Regions from separate parts of the Sus scrofa genome. Here region 2 is linked to region 1. A link is a contact called in public HiChIP or PLAC-seq data. All regions are on one chromosome and are shown on one strand. The core of a region is the stretch at or near the end of the contact, and the rest is flanking DNA. Distances in the headings are between cores, read along the strand shown. Region 1 overlaps FZD4 (frizzled-4). Region 2 overlaps GRM5 (metabotropic glutamate receptor 5).

The links. HiChIP or PLAC-seq counts read pairs in DNA pulled down with a chosen protein or histone mark.
Region 2: a contact with region 1 is called in an H3K27ac HiChIP or PLAC-seq map of alveolar macrophages. The contact joins two enhancer-like sites. A contact is called at or near these places in 4 of 47 Hi-C or Micro-C datasets (embryonic fibroblasts, epiblast stem cells, heart right ventricle and 1 more) and 1 of 2 datasets of contacts at active chromatin or transcription factors (alveolar macrophages).

What each region holds. Positions count from the first base shown.
Region 1 is chr9:20,712,147-20,715,601 of Sscrofa11.1, forward strand. It overlaps FZD4 (frizzled-4), which reads right to left. Exons shown (of 3, transcript XM_005667210.3): 3 at 2,849-3,455. Among named protein-coding and RNA genes, the nearest start is that of FZD4, 7.6 kb to the right of the region's middle. Within about 2 kb of position 2,160, at least 28 of the 83 cell types and tissues checked have an H3K27ac peak or open chromatin away from gene starts, as enhancers often do. A contact at or near this core is called in alveolar macrophages, where this site is marked.
Region 2 is chr9:21,947,825-21,951,529 of Sscrofa11.1, forward strand. All of the region lies in intron 8 of GRM5 (metabotropic glutamate receptor 5), which reads right to left. All of the region lies in intron 3 of LOC106504843 (a long non-coding RNA gene), which reads left to right. Among named protein-coding and RNA genes, the nearest start is that of CTSC, 190 kb to the left of the region's middle. Within about 2 kb of position 1,762, at least 7 of the 83 cell types and tissues checked have an H3K27ac peak or open chromatin away from gene starts, as enhancers often do. A contact at or near this core is called in alveolar macrophages, where this site is marked.

The DNA of each region.
Region 1 (3,455 bases), core at 910-3,409:
GAGAAGTCATTTTCCTGGCTGACTGATGTGACATATTCCCATGTCTATGACACTATTGTGACACAATAAACTATTGTGTAAATAGAAAAAAAAATTTTTTTTTAATGAAAATCTGAAGTTAAAAAAAAGCTCTCTGTCCCCTTTTCAAGAGGCCTGAAGCTCTCCCAGATATAGCGGACCTTTCCTCAGGCTGCCAGATGAAGTCAAAGGGACTTGGAAGGTGTGTAAAAATGACCACACATCTTGGAAATGCCCAAAAGGGGTGTCACGGGATGACAGCTTGAGCACTGTGGTTACAGCCAAAGTGTCACGTGACCACTCGAGCGTTTCTGATGACCACAGTAGTGATAAATTCTGTTGACCTTGGACCTCGGGGGTTTACTGACCCAGGAGAAATCCCCGCAGGGAAAAATAGCAGCAGCAAAAAAAAAAAAAAAAAAAAAAAAAAAAAAAAAAAATTTAAAAAAAGGACAAAGAGGCTCTCAGGAAGAGGCTCACTTCTCTGCTTCTCACTGCTTCCCAAGGGCTTTCAGATACCTGTAGGAACAGGCCATGTCACACACCAGCTAACAAACAAAACTTTATTTTCCTTTAATACAAAAATTAAATAGCCAAGATTTTTGTTTTTTGTACAGTGATAAATTAGAAATTTACAGTACAGACATCAACGCAGACACACGTTTGTACATCCTCAAAAGCAGGGTCCATCGCCTCTGTCGGTCAGCAATTCGTTCAGGGCATGGAGTAGGGGTTTGCCTGGTACCTCTATGTCGAAATCCGGAAGTCCCCCAGGTTGGCCTCGAGGTGGCTGGCGCTGTGGCTGGCACGGGGCCCAAGAAAGGCCCAGAGAGCATGTGCTTGTCTGCGGCATCAGCAGGCCATATTTCATCTTTGCATAGACCACACTTGACCTTTCTTCTGCCTTTTCTACAAAGAGCTCCAGGGGCCTTTGTCCTCATCCCTTCTAAAGTCTCACAACATCCCTGTGAGGTAGGAAAAGATTCGGGACCGCCTAGATGCCCCCTTGGGAGAGGCCTGGGAAGCAGCCTCCCCCTCCCAAAGCCCATGGCAGCACACCTGGGAGAGCAGAGGGACCCAGCCTCCAGGGCCAGAGCACTCATCCTCCCCTCAGAAGCCTTCTGGGATGACAGTGGTCATGCACTGAATATTGCAGGCGATGGGGGAGCCATAGAAGCTTGGAGGACACAGCTCACCTAGGACCCCAAGCAGGCCTCTACAAGTCGCCTGGGTGAACACCGGGAATTTGCTGGTGCAAGGAAGGGAAGCAAGGCCAATCAGAAATAGAAACAAGCAAGTGGGTTTATCAAGGAGAAGAGGCCCATTGGGGGGATCCAGGGTTCATCTCCCTCCTGGAAATGCCCCATGTATCATCACCGCACATGAGCAGGGCAAGAGGCAGCAGCAAAGAGCTCTGCCCAGGCCACAGTGAAACAAAATCCATTATTTAAGGCTGTGGTATCTGATCCTTGGTAGGAGCAAAATGCTCTCCTAGGAGTTTCCAAGATCTACAGCCTCAGCCCAAGAAGAAAAATGAGAACCCAGGTCCTTTGCCAGATATAATACAAACCCAGACGGGGACTCTGAACCCAAATACAATAAAGGAACAGAAAGAACCTTTGGAGTCCGATGACTTGATATAATTGGCTGGAAGAGCAACCCTTCCGGATCCCCTCCATCTCAGAATGAAATTCAGGCTGTAGATGGGTCCTGAATGCTTCTTGCAGAGCCTGCGCCTCTTCCCCAACTGCGGTTGTGGCCACCTCGCCAGAAGCCGAAGATTGCACCATCCTGGCAAAATCCCCTTAAACTGAGGCTGCCGAGTTCCTCTTTACACACTCAGGTTCCGACACTGAATTTAGTGACCAGGAAGCTGAGGGGCGGGGTGGGGGGTGGGCAGAGAGCACCAAGCCTGGGGTGCTAATAAAGGCACAATTCGGAATCCAGATACAGAAGTTTCCCAGGTTCCAGGTTTGGGGGGTGCAGGTGAGAGGGATGTGGGGGCGGGGAAAGCAAAGTCAGAGAGCGTCTCAGGGAAATGAAAAGTGTCACCCCTCCACCGGTTCAGGTCTCTGAGTAAGCTGCCAGCTCAGAAGCCGTCTCAGAGATCAGGAAACGGGTCTCCAGAGAGGAAAAAGGATATGAATCAACCGAGTAGCTCCACCAGGCGGCTTTGGCCAGTTCCACCCTCCCCATGTTCCTCTGCCCTGAGGTGTGGCCTTTATGAAGGAGGAGAAAGGAGTTTTTCAGAGAGGAGGCTGGACAGAGGAGCCCCTGGGCCCTGCTGAGGCCAGGGGATTTAATAGGAAGCTACGGTCATACCTATTTATCCCAGATTTCAGAGAAAGAGAAAGAACCCTAACCTTTTCCCCAGCAAGAAGCTGTCCTCAGATTCACCGGGTATGAGTCACTGGAAGACCTCCAGCCCTCAAGTGCCTGTCCCTGAGGTCACATGAGATGCAGGAGCTCATGTCCTTATGGCCCCTGTTCATGGTCTTCCTAGGAGATTTCCACGCCGATTGTCATGAAACAGAGCTGATGCTTTCCAGCAAAACCCCTGTAAATCAATTTGCAAGGAATCCTGGGAAGGGATGAGTGACGTGTGAAAGGGAGAAAGACCCAGAAAGAGGGTTCTGGGACGGAGACGGAGAAACAGGCGGCGGTGCGATGCAGAGGCCCCGCTCCTCCCGAAAGACCCAGGCGCGTCCCCATCCAGCTCAGTCAGGAGAACAGCGCTTACCCGCCCCACCGACAACCCCTAAGGTGCTTAACACAGGGCTTTACGTGCAGTTGGCACTTGATAAATGTGCTGATAATTCTGAGAAGTCGCTTTTTTTTTTTTTTTTTAACAGATACCAACTTAAGAGGTGACGGAGTCACTTCAAGGGAACTGGTAACTGACGCCTCAGCCACAAAGCTCCTTTCCTGAAACCGTTAACACTCTCCAGGGTCTGGAATGTGAAAGGAACAGCCGATAACCCTGTGACATCGCCAAGGCTACGCATCCAGTCTGCACCCATGGCCACTTCCGAGCAAACATACTTCCCCTGAGAAGGCGAGAGATGTACGGAAAGGACATGTTGCAACACAGCAAGCTCCAGAACTCAGGCGTCCGGGTCCACCCAAGAACTCATCATTACTAGTAGAGCACCCGTTCTGTGCCTGGCCCGCTGCTAGGTGCTGCCTTGGTCACACAGTCACGGAAACATTCCAAGAACTGCATCACGAAGCCCTACACGCCAACAGCCAGGCCAGCACCCAGCTGCCTGGTCCTCCTTCCCCTTTCCTGGGCCGGAGTCGCCGCACAACTCCCAAGACACTGGAGCGGAGCGTGAGTAAGGGCAGGCTCTGCCCCTGGGTGCAGGCTCCGGGGCCCTGGCCAGCTATGGGAACCGTCTCCAGGCAGCACAGGCCGGTCACATGCTACATTTCATAGG
Region 2 (3,705 bases), core at 512-3,011, 1.2 Mb after region 1:
TATGATTTGGGGCCTTTTATATAACTTCTCTAAAATTTTATCTTTGACTAATGAGAGCAATGCTACTTAACTCACAACACAATTTTATTATTTATTTTCACAAAGACACTAGGAGGTAGGTACTGTTATCATCCTCATTTTATAGAGAAAGAAACTGGGTCACAGAGCAGTTAAGTGACTTGCTCAAAGTCACATGATTGGAGGGGGCAAAGCCAGACATATATCTGGATGGTTGGACTGTAAAGCTTGTACTCCAGAACACCAGATTAAAGAAAATAACCAAAATTGCCAAAGGGATGACTGAAAGGGAAGAGAAAACTCAATTTACAAAAATCAAGGGGATGCCAAAGAATAGGAAACGAAGCATAAGGAGAAAACATACGTGCCAGGCACTGTTGGGGTTTTTAATAGGTTGTTCAAACATCCTTACAACCCTGGAAAAGTAGTGATGACCTTTTAAAAAAGAGAACTGTAGTTCACATAGCTGATGCATGTTCATGTTGGAATTCAATCTAATTATAAATAATACAAGGATAATATACTCAGACACATATTATACGTCTTCTAGAGATGCAGCGTAGTGCTTGGTTCTATAGGTGCATTAGGAAAATACATTTCGCAGCCTGTGAGCTCAAGGATCTTCAACTCTAATGGGGATGATAGAGGTAGATGCCATAAAGAAGAGAGGCCTACATTCCTGGTGAAGATAACCACAGCATCATTTGGGTGGCTAGGATGGAAAGGGCCTAGAACGGAAATGGAAAATGCTGTCATAGAACGTGAACTTCATCTGGCCCGAGGGGCAGAAGCCTGGCCCGTTGTAGACAGTCGATGTTTGTTGAATGCCCAAGCGATAATAGTTAAGCAGAAAGACATCATGTTCCTTTTCTGTTACCTTTCCTCCTCAGCCAGGACCTATTAGAACAGAAGGGCTTGACTTTCCCCATCACCCCTAGAGAAGGGCCAGGGTGCAAAGATGAGAGAAGGGGGAGAACCAAGCTTAGTGCCTCTCAGATCAATACCAGGTCAGAGACACCTTCTGTATCTCCGTGCCCACAAAGGTGACTGGAGCCTGGTAGGGCCCAGTGAAGAAATGTGCTACATAAAAGAATAAATGAATGAGAGGAAAAAAAAAAAAAAAAAAAGACGGATTATTTCAGGGAAGACTTACAGAAATCTGAGGGCAGAGAAAAAAACACCACAACCAGGATCCATACAAACACGTCATCCTTCTTCGAGGCCTTTCCCTTCTCCTCGCATGTAATTATTTCCCTTGCTGTGCCCCTGCAGTTCCCCCTACAAAGACTTAAGCCTCCTACGACGCTCTGCTGACATTATTTGCTTACATCTCTGACTCTACTAAGAAGAAAGGAGTTATTTAGGGGAAGGACGGTATTGTGTTCATCTTAATATCTCCAGTGCCTAAAATATCATCTGGTGCATAGCAGACAACATGATGTATAGTAGGTTCTGAGCAAATAGTACCTATTAATTATTATTGTTTGGTTCATAAACATCACCAAAGAGAGAACCTTGCTTTCCTGTAACTAATGTCTTCTCAACTCTTCTCTTTCTGGCTAACTTGTCTTTGTTGTCTGGCGTACAGCTTAGATCTTTCTACCTCTTGTATTACCTACTTTCTTTAATTCACTAGGTTTTATTTTGATTCCATTCTCCATAAAGGTGTGTATTGCCCCCTTGTGTCTCCGTTAGTGAAGCTGCCCACTCACCCCTTTTGGCATTTCTGCCCCCTCCTGCGGGGCTCTGCTGCCCTCTAGGGGGCCTTGTTCATCACACACGTCTCAGGAATCTGCACTTGTCAGCACAGTCCTTGGTTGGGATGGCTGTGCTCAAGGCAGGACTGACAAGCTCCGAAGCTCCTTTGGCTGCTCCTGCAGTTCGCGGTTTATGAACATGTGGCTAGACAGCATAATGGGTTTAGGAGGCTGCCAGGAACTGAGACCCATCACAAACGGAGGTTTGGAGGAGGCTGCCATGGGTCTCAGTACTCTCAGTACCAACAGGATTCTCAGTTGTGGGTATCCCGCCTGCACTTTGGCAATTTGTATACTGTGTCAAAGTTTGTTCTGTGGATCAGGATCCAGTTAGTGAGAGTGTTCTACCTGATGAATGAACAATGATTTCCATCTTTGCTTGGGCCTCTGGGATACAAAGAACTTCCTCAAAAAGCTGGGACCTCAGTGGGTTTTTGTTCAAGCCCAAACCCACCTCTAGTTACCACATCCAATGGTGATGACTCTTAACTCTATCCAGTTTGACTTCTCTATTGCTCACTCATTCACATGTGGATCATTCTTCTTGCTGTTGTGTTATCCCTTGTGTCTGGGGATGTACTTAATACTAATATTCAGGAATTCTTTGTCTGTTCATCAGACTTTCCCTTATCTAGTCCAAGAGAGCTTCCCTTTCTTCTCCCAAAGTGTACCTCAAACTCTAAACCCTTTTGATCTTCAGACCAGTTTTTCTCCATCAGTTTCTTAGATATGTTCCCTTAGGTGTCTCCTAGAATTCAAATTTAACAATTCCTAAACCAAGCTTATTTTTTCATCAGGCTCTCTCCCCTTTACCTCCCCATCCTTGGTCCCCAATTTTTGCTCATTTAGCCGTGTTATTATCAAAATGTGAATGGCTCTCCCAACCCTTCTGTTTTAATGTCCATCCTGGATTTCTTCTCTGAGCTCAATTGACAGGCATCATATTAACATCTCCAGAACTTCGAACCTCTCCTCCCCAAGTCTGAATCACACAGGTCCCAATCCTCCCATTTATGCAGGTTGAAAATCTAAGACTCATCTTTTAAGTTTTTTTTTTTCTTTCCTTCACATACAACATAACAATGATGAAAATCCTATCATTATACTTTGTACTTGAAACCATCATAGTCTCTCACCTAGTCTGTCAGAATGGATTTCTAGCTGATTTCTTCCTTCTTTCCACTCTACTTTCTATTGTATCTATGGAAACCAGAGGGATTTCTTTAACATATTAACCTCATCGTGTAACTGCTCAAACCTGCCAAAGCTTCCCATCACATTCAGGAGAAAATACAAAATCTGTACCTCACCTAATCTGATCTCCAAGTGCCAGGCTACATTCTTCTCTTACCATTCTCTCAACCACAGTGGACCTTGCTTGTCCCCTAAAATAACCATCTAGCTCCTGTCTCACATTTTTTTCACTTGCTATTCCCTCTGCCTGGAACACTTACCCTCCACTTCCCTGGTCTTTGTGTATTTTATTTTCTCACTTCATTTTGCTCTCTGTTCAGCTTATTCAGCGAGGCTGTTCATGGCACCATATCTAAAAATGTCCAAAATCATTCCCTATCCAGCTCACTCTAGTTCTTTCCCTTTTTTCTTGCTTTTAATAATCATTATTCCATATAATTAATGGTATTATATGATGTATTTTTTTTTTTTTTTACTTTTTATTGTTATTCTCTCCAACTGCAATTGAAGTTCTAGGGAGGGTTGAGATTTTGTTTTCGTCACCACTTTATCATCAGAGAGAGAACAATTCATGGTACATAGCACATTCTCAGTGAATAATTGTCTAGATGAATGGTGAAGTCAATAATAATAGGCTGTGTATATTTAGAACTTCTGTGGGGTAGATGGTGAGTAATGACTTTATAAATGGCATGAGCTGGACCAGGTAAGATGAGTGAGGATGAATTAATTTCAT